Regions from separate parts of the Salvelinus alpinus genome. Here region 1 is linked to region 2. The links are chromatin contacts, called in public Hi-C maps. All regions are on one chromosome and are shown on one strand. The core of a region is the stretch at or near the end of the contact, and the rest is flanking DNA. Distances in the headings are between cores, read along the strand shown. Region 1 holds the start of LOC139539026 (N-myc-interactor-like). Region 2 holds the start of LOC139539021 (cobalamin trafficking protein CblD-like).

Evidence for each region. Hi-C and Micro-C count contacts between places; a contact is called where the count stands out from the background.
Region 1: a Hi-C map of red muscle shows a contact between it and region 2, with 5 times the contacts expected there. The contact joins the promoter of LOC139539026 here to the promoter of LOC139539021 in region 2. A contact is called at or near these places in 2 of 3 Hi-C or Micro-C datasets (muscle and red muscle).

Annotation. Positions count from the first base shown.
Region 1 is chr14:50,540,700-50,546,838 of SLU_Salpinus.1, forward strand. It overlaps LOC139539026 (N-myc-interactor-like), which reads right to left and starts at 3,466. Exons shown (of 10, transcript XM_071341706.1): 1 at 3,295-3,466; 2 at 3,159-3,215; 3 at 3,004-3,069; 4 at 2,763-2,921; 5 at 2,466-2,582; 6 at 2,197-2,356; 7 at 1,943-2,049; 8 at 1,441-1,627; 9 at 1,206-1,309. The coding sequence starts at 3,200. LOC139539024 (protein mono-ADP-ribosyltransferase PARP14-like) reads left to right here and starts at 3,561. Exons shown (of 26, transcript XM_071341702.1): 1 at 3,561-3,754; 2 at 6,090-6,139. The coding sequence starts at 3,583.
Region 2 is chr14:50,298,842-50,305,753 of SLU_Salpinus.1, forward strand. LOC139539021 (cobalamin trafficking protein CblD-like) reads right to left here and starts at 1,362. Exons shown (of 8, transcript XM_071341698.1): 1 at 1,191-1,362; 2 at 843-889; 3 at 612-762; 4 at 196-416. The coding sequence starts at 1,215.

The DNA of each region.
Region 1 (6,139 bases), core at 2,216-4,715, 240 kb after region 2:
GCTCAGACTCTCTGCAATAGGCTGAGAGAGGCTGGACTGAGGGCTTGTAGGCCTGTTGTAAGGCAGGTCTTCACCAGACATCACCGGCAACAACGGCAACCCACCGTCGCTGGACCAGACAGGACTGGCAAAAAGTTATCTTCTCTGACGAGTCACTGTTTTGTCACACCAGGGATGATGGTCGGATTCGTGTTTATCGTCGAAGGAATAAGCGTTACACCGAGGCCTGTACTCTGGAGCGGGATAGATTTGGAGGTGGAGTGTCAATCATGGACTGGGGCGGTGTGTCACAGATTCATCGGACTGAGCTTGTCATTGCAGGCAATCTCAACGATGTGTGTTACAGGGAAGACATCCTCCTCCCTCATGTGGTACCCTTCCTGCAAGGTTATCCTGACATGACCCTCCAGCATGACAATGCCACCAGCCATACTGCTCGTTCTGTGCATGATTTCCTGCAAGACATGAATGTCAGTGTTCTGCCATGGCCAGCGAAGAGCCCGGATCTCAATCCCATTGAGCACGTCTGGGACCTGTTGGATCAGACGGTGAGGGCTAGGGCCATTCCCCCTAGAAATGTCCAGGAACTTACAGGTGCCTTGGTGGAAGAGTGGGGTAACATCTCACAGCAAGAACTGGCAAATCTGGTGCAGTCCATGAGGAGGAGATGCACTGCAGTACTTAATGCAGCTGGTGGCTACACCCTTTGTTCAGGTACACATTATTCCATTTCTGTTAGTCACATGTCTGTGGAACTTGTTCAGTTTATGTCTCAGTTGTTGAACCTTGTTATGTTCGGACAAATATTTACACATGTTAAGTTTGCTGACAATAAACGCAGTTGACAGTGAGGACGTTTCTTTTTTTGCTGAGTTTACTACTACTACTAGTTTGTCCCATTTAACAATCCCCCATATTAGAAAACTTATTTCATTTCAAATTTCACATTTCTCTAGTATAGGCTAGAGAAATGTGTTGATCATTTTGGTTTATCGTCCCAGCTCTAGTAGAAACTATATAACCTAATACAGCAAGCTGTGGCTCCTGACTTGGAAAACCCAACATATTTGAATCTGTCATGGCAAAGTCCAGACAGCTTTGATCTGATTGGAAAGTCACAACAGGACAATGCTTAGGAAGGGCATACTGTATGTAAACAAATGACAGAGAAAAGATGAACGACTGTTTTAATCTTTGAATCTCACCTGAAACTTCTTCAGCGTGTAGTTGTAAACAAGGTCAACATTCACATTCACCTCACGGTCCATATCCACGCTGTACTTCCTTTTCAGGGCCAGCCTCTCTGCAACTAGAAACGTAGACACAAGTATTTAAAATATGAACTCTTCTCTGATTAAACATATTGAATACGGCACTTTCCAATGAAACAAATAATGTTCTGACACTGGCAAACAAACACACACAATAGATGCACTGTACCTCCAGTGTTGAGGAAGGTGATTTGTCCTTTCCCAGTGTGCTTGTCATAGTCCACCCTCTGCACCTCTCCTCCCCCTCGACTGGGCTTGGAGAAGCTGATCTCCAGGCGGTCTCTCATTCGTTCCTCTGACAGGGGGAACGGGACATTGGAGTAGCTGAGTGTCTTTGTGGAGACATCAAGGTGTATCTGCACAGCAACAGCCACATAACTTGGTTACAGGTGTGTCACCTGGGCAATAGCAATGCAGTGAATCATCAACAATACAAGCCATTATAGACACCATTGTATCAATTGAATGGTATAGTTTTCTTGAAAGAATCCCTAATTCCTTACTGAAAGTTGATTGGAACACACCTTTACACTTTGCAGTAAATAAGATGACTCTATTCTAGAAAACAGACTCCATAGTAAACTAAATCATTATCGGCTGGAGGCGGTTATCTTTAACGTTTTCAAGGTACTTAATTTAACTTGACACATTCATTGTGTAAAATGGTGTACCTCAAACTTGACAAAGGGGTCCAGTGTAAGGCTTTTGGGCTTCACATGCACCTTGTCTTTATCACAGGACACAGTACACTTGGCCATCTTCAGGATCTGGGCAGCCACTGAGAGAGAGGGAAGGAGAATCCCAATATAACACATTCAAGATAATGACTCACATTCAACATAATGACTCGCATTCAACATAATGATGAGTTATGTAGATGAATGTGCACTGTCTTTATGAAGCCACAAAGATGGACATCCTGTACCTTTCTCCTCCTCAAAAGTGATGAGAGCCTGCCCCCCCTTCAGGAGCACTGATGGTCTCTGGGCAATGGTGAACACCCCCTTGATGTGTTGACCGCTGTCATCGCTGTCCTCCTCCTTACGGGTGAACTTCACCTTCTTTTCAGGGATCTGGACATGGATCTGGAACCAGCAGTAGAGTGTGAGTGTTGTCCATGCCAGAATTGCTTTCTTTTTAGTCCTCTCAAAATATTAGAATTTCATATTTAACATCTGTTGTTACATTACCTACCTTAAACTTCTGCTGAAGTGTAGCAGACTCTGTCTTCTTAGCCTGTAGCTTAGCCTGGCTTTTCTTCAGTTTCTCCATCAGATCTTTGTTACCATTCTCAAGCATCGAGATATCATTCTGTGTAACAATACCATGCATGTGGTTACATTTGAAAAACATATTTGAATCATCCACCACAGCATCAATATCTATCTGGGTGACTATACAGATAAAACTACAGTAGTAAATGTAATATAAATATGCATTGAGTGAATGTTATTTTAAAAGGCGTTCAGCCACGGGCAGGTAAGTGACTACCTGTATCCCTTTCACAGTTTGAGAGAACTCCTCCTGACGTCGCTCCCCCTGTTGTTGAAGGGCTATCAAATCTTTTGAAGCCTCTTTCTTTGAATCTTCTGCGCTCAGTTTTGCCAACTGCAGCCTAGATTTTTCGTCCTCTGCCTTCTCAAGTTGTTTCTGCATAATAATAGGAAATAAATATTTATGTAAAAAACATTAATTTGACAGATTAATAGCTAAACTCTGCAAACAGGCCTACCGTCAATTGTTTCAGCTCTTCCTTAGCTACAGACAGTTTCTGTTCTTCATCGTCGACGTTATCCATCTATTTATAAAAAGAGATGTAATGTATTTCGAAAAAAAGAATAGTCAATGGAAATTATTGTCCAATTGGCCTACATGAATTTACGCTACCTTTCCATTCACAAGCGGCTTGGCGGCGTCAGAGTCACCCATTATCTGCGTAAAAGTCTAAGAATTATTATTGCGATCATGTTACGTTTTATATGACAGATTCATTCATGGTCAGTTGCAAGTAATGTTAACTTACCGAATCGGCTTGAGAAAATACGGACTGATACGGTTTCCTACAGTCAAATATCACGACGAATTGATTACCTTTTGTAACCTACTCAAGTTCCTCGAAGTCACATGGGGTCGAAATCAAAAGTGAAAGTTACTACAGAGAGCAACGCAATGTAATAGCAAGTGATTTTCCATAATAACCGGAAACAAAATATGTGTTTTACAACAGGAAATCGAAGTTGCTGAAAGAATTGACATATACAAATATGCTGCTTCAATCGAAGTAGGACAGTACGACAACTGTCTGAACATAATGACTGAAAAAACGCTGGTATTGGAGGGTCTGCCAGACGACATAGACAAAATCAGACCCAAGTTGGATTTGCACTTTAAAAACAAAAGAAAGTCTGGAGGAGAGACATTACAAATTCAAGACTATCCCGGGGACAAGAGGAAGGCTTTGCTCGTTTACCATGAAGATGCAGGTAATTATTCCAATTTGTCATAATACAAAATATTTAGGCCTATGAATAAACACACATCCATAAAGGTCTATTTAAGCAATAAGGCCCGAGGAGGTGTGGTAAATGTCCAATATACCACGGGTAAGAGCTGCTCTTAAACACGACGCAACGCGCAGTGCTGTGGTATATTGGCCATATATCACAAACCCCCGAGGTGCCTTATTGCTATTATAAATTCGTTACCAACGTAATAAGAGCAGTAAAAATAAATGTTTTGTCATATCCGTGGTATATGGTCTGATATACCACGGCTTTCAGCCAATCAGTATTCAGTGCTCAAACCACCCAGTTTATAATTAAGTACAAAAGTAAAGTTATGAATTATTTCAATGTCCTTATATTAAGAAAACCAGAAGCACCATTTTCTTATTTTTAAAAAAATTTACGGATAGATAGGGGCACGCTCCAACACTCAGACAATTTACAAACGAAGCACGTGTTAAGTGAGTCGGACAGATCAGAGGCAGTAGGGATGACCAGGGTTGTTCTCTTGTGTGAATTGGATCATTTTCCTGTCATGCTAAGCATTCATAATGTAACGAGTACTTTTGGGTGTCAGGCAAAATGTATGGAGTAAAAAGTACATTATTTTAATTAGGAATGTAGTGAAGTAAAAGTTGTCAAAAATAGAAATAGTAAAGTAAAATACAGATACCTCCAAAAAACAACTTAAGAAGTTAAAGTATTTTTACTTAAGTACTTTACACCACTGTATGAGACCATATACCGGGGGTATGACAAAACATATTTTTTATGTTCTAATTATGTTTGTAACCAGTTTATAATAGCAATAAGGCACGTCCGGGGTTTGTGGTATATGGTCAATATACCACGGCTAAGGGCTGTAATCCAAGCAATCCGAGTTTCGTCGTGCTTAAGAACAGCTCTTAGCATGGTATTTAAGTGATAATGCCTGAGAAGCCGGTGTTTGGAGGATATATTGGCACGGGTGTTGTTAGGCCCGAGACGAAATCGAGGGCTGGCAAACCGTGCCAATATATTCTCCAAACACCATTTGAGGACAGTATCACTTTTACACAACGGGTTACCAACATATTGAAATAATGATTGACTTATTTAAATTAAAAACCTTATTTGGATGAATTTATTCATACTATTTCTTCCTTCCACAAGATATTGTCCCGACACAAATCTAGGGTTGCTACCCAAGCCGGCTGGTTGTTTGTTCTATCGGTTTGGTTGCCATAGGCGTGACCCAGTCATTCAGTGATTTTGTTCTGTATCTATGGATGCGACCCAGTCGTTCGTTCTAAATGTCCCATTTCCATAATGGCTGCCAACGTTCTTATCCCTTTCTAGCCAGAATAACAACAAAGTAGCTGCATTTGCATTAGTTTAAGCTGTTTTCTAATGACATTTATTTGGATACATCCATAACAATGAGCTAATGAGGCGCGATTTCGCCTTGCATAGAAAACGTGCTCACTCTTCAGGACACTGTTGTTCAGAGGAGCTAGCCAACAACACAGCTAAAACAATCACTTCTAACTGTAGCTTGAAAGACTGCAAACTAGCTGCACTTTGTTTCATTTGACCTTTTTTCAATTGACATTTCTTTGTATATATCCATAAAAATTATGCCAGCTGATTCATAATTTCGACTGGCTGAGAAACACTGCCTGCCTGTCTGTCTCGTCCCGACTTGCGACACGTTACTATATTACTATATGACAGCTGGAGATCTAATTTAAATATTGAAACAATGTTTCAAATGTCGTAGACCGACATCAAGGTTTATACAAATCTCCGCTGTTGAAAACTAAATGTTAGTCTAAAAGAAATGTGAGATAATGTCTAGATGCTTTTTATAGTGGAGTTTATAAATTGCCTGGCTGGGTTGAGACATTGGATTGCCCAGTCAGATGGAACAGAGTAAATAGGCATTTTAACGTCACATTTAGCTGGTGTTATCTTGTGGAATAGACACCGGCTGGAATACGGTTTTAACCAATCAGCATTCAGGATTAGACCCATTTGTTGTATAAATAGGCCATATAACACTGAGCCTTGTGAGTAGGCTGTGCTGAATGGTGATAATGGTGTTAGAAACTCTCCCACTGGGCACACACTGGTTGAATCAATGTTGTTTCCACGTCATTTCAATGAAGTTACGTTGAACCAACGTGAAATAGACGTTGAATTGACGTGTGTACCCGGTGGGTATAGAGCTCCAAATACCAAATGAATTTAGTTCAGTAATGTAACCTGTGTCTTAGGAGCCACATAAGTCTTTGTAAGATAAGTATGTAATGATGGTCTGTCAATTCCTCCTCAGCTCTGCAGAAAGTGTTGGCTAGAAAATGCCATAAAATTGATTTCAAAATC
Region 2 (6,912 bases), core at 112-2,611:
AACATCATTATGTTGTCATCCAGAGTCTCATTTACTTATTTTCCAAACTATAGCACACAATAGTTTACACACAGCAGGTTTTTAATAGGAACAAAGATTTTTGTCTGCTTCTTGTTTTCATTTTTGCCATGGAAAATGGCATCGTCACAGCCCTAGACGAAATGTGTGTCAATTGTCATTCCAAACCTTACTTACTTGGAACTCTCCGACAACATGAGCCAGGAGGAACTCATACCTCTCGCTGCTGGAGAGGGCAGACAGCACATCGGGGACTGTCTGGTGGACTGGTCCTCTAATCTTCTGTTCTGCTGTGCCCTCCAGGTGGCTGTCGAAGCCTGCGTTACCTGGCAGCTGGAAGCGCTGGTCTTGAGGCCCGAACGGACCCATGTTCTCATCAGGCCACACTGTCCTGTGACCTGATGTAAACAAATAACAATGAGACATAATTGAACACTTTCTAAAACACTGGGAACTGAAAATACATGTTTTTCATGAAGTTGACCCAAATATTGAACTGATTAACGTTCCTTCTGAATAACAGACAGTTGGTTTAAGATGTTCACGTTCATGCAAGTACAGTAGCATCATTGTGATTAGAGGTCTGTGCTTACCAAGGTCAGGGGGTGTGATGGCTAATCGAGGCTCATCAGAGCCAGAGGATCCAGCACCAGAGAATGTTCTCTGGTTGGGTCCAGCGATCCGCCGGACGAGTACGTGAAGCCCTGGCAGGTATGTCACCAGCCTGGCTCTACTACAGAGCACCTGGAGAACAGAGAATGAACGTCCCCATCAGGTCACACACACGACAAAAAAACATGTTAAGTGTGTGTGTGTTGACTTACACTGGCCATCCTGTTGGGCCTCTCTCTTCTGTGATCCACTTGTAAAACTGCAAAAGAAAAAGGAATACATTAACTAAACGCATAGCTTGCTAATTATTTGAACACACAATTATGAATATCTTATAAATTAGCTCGTATGTCTGCCATTTGTTATGCTCATTTATGATGTCAAACTAGATAGCCGTCTGCCTCATTACATAACGGGCTATAGAACGGAACGTTTACTTTGTTAACTAAAAAAGTGAGAGGTACTGCAACTACTGCTAACTTAGCTAGCTTCTAGGTGGAGGAATTTTCTTAGTTGACTCTGGCAATCGTAACTTCAGAAGTTTTACCTTAAATATATACCTTGAAGAATATCCCCTTCTTGCATGCATAAATCAATCAAATACGTTGGTAAACTCAATAGTTTTAATCTGTTTTTATAGCTGGCCTGCAATATGCCTGCGTCACATCGCTTTTGATGTGCACATGTGCCGTTACCAACAAGAGACAAAAACAGTCTGACGTAACACTGTTCTTCTTCTTCGATTCAGTTTAACGGCGGTTGGTATCCAATAAATGTTGCATTACCGCCACCTGCTAGACTGGAGTATAATTCCCTTATACTTTGCTTAAAAAAATATATATTAAAAAAATAAAAAAATAAATATATAAAGTACCATACCATCAAACACTTAATTCACAAAAAAAAACATAAACACAACCCTACTCCATTATTTAATCTATTAAGTCCTACTTCAGGCCAACAACCTGAAAGGATGGGACACCACCACTTAACACACCCTGCAACTCTCCCACGTCAAGTCTCACACACCCAAACACCTCTCTGCAGCTGCCACCCCAACCTCTTTTCTGCGACTTACATTCCATCTCTGCAGTACAGTTGATATCCATTGCTATAATTGCCAAAAATCACATTTTACTGAAACATGCAGTTCCAGTAAAAAGTTTGGACACACCTACTCATTCCAGGGTTTTTCTTTATTTGTACTATTTACATTGTAGAATAACAGTGAAGACATTAACACTATGAAATAACACATATGGAATCATGTACTAACCAAAAAAGGTGTTAAACAAATTAATATATATTTTATATTTGAGATTCTTCAAAGTAGCCACCCTTTGCCTTGATGACAGCTTTGCACACTAATATCCCTTTTCCCGCCATTTTTTACCGACTCAAACTCACCCTCTTCCTCCATTCTCTTCCTCCATTCTCTCTCTCTCTCTCTCTCTCTCTCTCTCTCTCTCTCTCTCTCTCTCTCTCTCTCTCTCTCTCTCTTAGACCTCCTCTGCCTCTCTTCCCCCCCCCCATTCATCCTCTGTATTCCAAGTATACGTCTCCTTATGATAATACTGCACTTCTCCTGACATACATCTTGTTCTTACCTTCTCTAGGGACGCCATTTAACCGGCTGTCACAATCTCCGTACACTCAACACGAACCCCTCGGGATGTAGCGCTCAACAGTGCATCCCACTTGTAAAGCAGCTGCTTTATCTTGATGTCTGCTTCATCAATAGCTACCGTGAGACGCAACACGGTTGCAAAACAAATAAAAATATAAGAGAAACATGCAGAACCATGTTTGTCCACTAGAAGTCGTCATATGCCTATCCATGAGTACCAGCATTTATCTACAGATGGTTACTCTTGGTGCCAGTGGCAATTCTAATGATTGTTTTCAGACAAAAATAAATGTGACAGGGTAGGAACCAAAGTGTTTCATATGGGACTCTAATTATTGATTTACCTTTACAATGTATAACACTACCCCTCTAACTTTTAGCTCATATGAGAACTTGGTACCTGAAGGTGCATGTGTTTATACAGGTAAATTGTCCTGTGTTGTTGCTATGCAAATGTTTTTATTTTAGGGCAACCTGCCCCAGTATCAGCATCCCCCAGTATCTAATGCCCCGGAACCTCCGATTCAAACTCTGCAAGCGTTATAATGTCAAAATACGTTCGTTTCTCACCAAATATGGAGATTCGCTAAGCAACTATCTTAATTTACTCACGTTACGGTCAGTATGTTCTTTCAAAAAGGTATAAATAAAAATGTACAGCCTTTGTTAACCTAATACTTTGCCAAAGCATAATTGGTATTTTCCATCTTGTTAGCTTCCAGACCAAATAGCCAACCATCCAGCTGCACATTTTACTAACCATATAATGAGACAGGTTAAGATATAACTAGTGCTGGGATTAACCTTGTGTTTTGTTATTCGTAATCCTGTATCAATTCTGTGATCATTTCGTTTGATTGAGATTGATTGTGCGTTATAGCAGCCCAAGGCTCCTTTGCATAAAATCAACATTTCCCACTATGTAATTGAATACACTGTCACACAAATATGCAGTATACAATGGAAATATGTGAATAAGGGCTTTAGTGTTCTCAATGTCTTGGAAAAGACCAGGTGTGGACAATCTGCAGCAGCCTTGAGCCAACAGGATATTACATAGCAGCCCTCCAAAACACAGGAAGCTGGCTGTATGAGTATAATGTATTATAGCTTGTTTTCATCAGTCTATATGGGTTTGGGTTATATTTAGTTTGGACTAATTCAATCCACGGGTCTCTGGTTCTGCTCCACCTGTTGAGTGACTCACAGAGGTTCTGAACCTGGGAGGAGATGACGTCATTCACCGGCATTCACTCACCATGCTCTCCTAGAGACTGAACACAGTGACATGGATGTTCTGTGCCTTTTTGGTCACATTAACTAACTAACAGATGTCTTTCAAAAAAGTGCATGCTGTTGTGCTTCCGTAGAGACTGCGTAAATATACTTGTATGCTATGATGGGATTACATATGAAAAGTAGGCTACATTGTTGTTGGTGTATGCACAGTGCCTTGCAAAAGTATTCATCCCCCTTGCCGTTTTTCCTATTTTGTTGCATTACAACCTGTAATATAAATAGATTTTTATTTGTATTTCATGTAATGGACATACACAAAATAGTCCAAATTGGTGACATGAAATTTAAAAAATAACTAGTTTAAAAAAAAGTGGTGCGTGCATATGTATTCACCACCTTTGCTATGAAGCCCCTAAATAAGATCTGGTGCAACCAATTACCTTCAGAAGCCACATAATTAGTTAAATAAAGTCCACCTGTGTGCAATCTAAGTGTCACATGATCTCAGTTTATATACACCTGTACTAAAAAGCCCCAGAGTCTGCAACACCACTAAGCAAGGGGCACCACCAAGCAAGTGGCACCATGAAGACCAAGGAGCTCTCCAAACAGATCAGGGACAAAGTTGTGGAGAAGTACAGATCAGGGTTGGGTTCTAAAACAATATCAGAAACTTTGAACATCCCACTGAGAACCATTAAATCCATTATTAATAAATGGAAAGAAAATGGCACCACAACAAACCTGCCAAGAGAGGGCCGCCCACCAAAACCTAGAAACCAGGCAAGGAGGGCATTAATTAATCAGAGAGGCAACAAAAAGACCAAAAGTAACCCTAAAGGAGCTGCAAAGCTCACCAGCGGAGATTGGAGTATCTGTTTATAGGACCACCTTAAGCTGTACACTCCACAGAGCTGGGCTTTACGGAAGAGTGGCCAGAAAAAGCCATTGCTTAAAGAAGAAAATTGGTGTTTGCCAAAGGCATGTGGGAGACTCCCCAAACATATGGAAGAAGGTACTCAGATGAGACTAAAATTGAGCTTCTTGGCCATCAAGGAAAACACTATGTCTGGCGCAAACCCAACACCTCTCATCCCCCTGGGAACACCATCCCCACAGTGAAGCATGGTGGTGGCAGCATCATGATGTGGGGATGTTTTTCATCGGTAGGGACTGGGAAACTGGTCAGAATTGAAGGAATGATGGATAGTGCTAAATACAGGGAAATTCTTGGGGGAAACCTGTTTCAGTCTTCTGGAGATTTGAGACTGGGATGGAGGGTCACCTTCCAGCAGGACAATGACCCTAAGCGTACTGCTAAAGCAACACTTGAGTGGTTTAAGGGGAAAAATGTAAATGTCTTGGAATGGCCTAGTCAAAGCCCAGACCTCAATCCAATTGAGAATCTGTGGTATGACTTAAAGATTGCTCTACACCAGCGGAACCCATCCAACTTGAAGGAGCTGGAGCAGTTTTGCCCTGAAGAATGGGAAAAAATCCCAGTGGCTAGATGTGCCAAGCTTATAGAGACATACTCCAAGAGACTTGCAGCTGTAATTGCTGCAAAAGTTGGCTCTACAAAGTATTGACTTTGGGGGGGGGTGTTGAATAGTTATGCACACTCAAGTTAAGTTCTGTTTTTTTGTATTATTTCTTGTTTGTTTCACAAAAAAAAATATTTAGCATCTTCAAAGTGGTAGGCATGTTGTGTAAATCAAGTGATACAAACCTCCCAACAATCTATTTTAATTCCAGGTTGTAAGGCAACAAAATAGGAAAAATGCCAAAGGGGTGAATACTTTCACAAGCCACTGTATGCCCTGTATAACTTCCATTTGAGACTTATCAGCTAAACACCAGACAACCTGCATGCAGAGTGAGTGTGTAGTGAATATGCTCTGCTTATTAGATCTCTCTGTTCAGACAATCATATTTTATTGGCCTTTGCTGAATGTCACCATTAAAGAGTGAATCGCAGCAGTGAGATGGTTTTCCACCTTTTAGGCAGCTCAGTGAAGTGATGAAAAGATGTGTTTGTAATTTGGCTGCCATTAAGATGGGTGTTTTCGCAAGAGGTGTGAAACTCACTGCACCTCAACAGATGCTTTACAATCTGTTACTGTTAAAGGATCTTCGGTAAAACAAATACAAACACTTGATAGTAGACATATCCCTGACAGTTTATTTTGTAGTAGGGCTTACAGCAGCATGCCATGAAGTAGTTCGAAATACAATGACACATTTGATTTTTTTGCTCTGTACGCCAGCACTTTGGATTTGAAATGATACATCGTAGTAGAAGCTACTGTTAGGCTCCTCCATCCACAAATGTATAAAATGTGCTGAGATGTTACTGTTGAGCTTTACCATGATTACAGATAATACTGAAAGAATCGTGACTAGTGATGAGTGAGAAAGTTACATACGCACACATATCAATTTATTTATGCCTCTGTAACTTTCTCACTCATCATTATTCACGATTCATTCAGGATTATCCGTAATCATAGCAGCATCCACATTAATGTAGAAGTGTTAAGAAACATATTCTATTCTTATTCACGATAAAAGTGATTCCAAAATAACACAATACATTATTTACCATTAATGTATATATTGGGCACAAAATAATCTAAATCACAACGAAAGCAAACAGCAAATGCATCCAACTTGTAGAGTTCCATGCATCCAGTGCAGGCGGGAGGGATTGTTAATTGCGCTACCAAACTGCCCCAATCAAAACGAAACAAAACGGCCTAAACCCAGCCGTCAGAAAACACAGAAAATGTAACTTTTTTCAATGTGTCAATCACTCTCGAGTCATCTGGGACCCACGAGCTAAGCCCAAGGGACTACTAGGGGGGCACTTGAACATTCGTAGTGTCATTCCAAAAAGTGATCAAATTCAACATCTACTCACAGACTCCAACCTTGACTTCCTCTGCCTCTCAGAGACATGGCTCCATAAACACTCTCCATCTGCTGCTTTGATTGTGCCTGGCTACAATGTTTTCAGGAGAGACAGGATTGAAGGAAGAGGAGGGGGTGTGATGATTTACATTAAAGAACATATCCGATGTAAACAAATTGAGTGGTCGTGTGATAATGAACTAGAATGTATTGGCCTGAACGTTACACTGTCTCCCCAAATGTCTTTTACCCTTATTGGAATGTATAGGCCACCTTCCACCAAAAGTGTGTTTTTTGATCCGTTTAATAACATGCTTAGGGAATGTGATTTTGGGAAAGAGGTCATCTTAATGGGAGATTTTAACATTAATTATGAAGACAAGTCTTATAGGAAAACCCTCAAACGGATCACTAATACCTTTGACCTTACACAGCTAGCTAAAGGGCCAACCAGGGTGACTTGTTGCTCTAAAACACAGATTGATTTGGTGTTCAGTAATAAACCA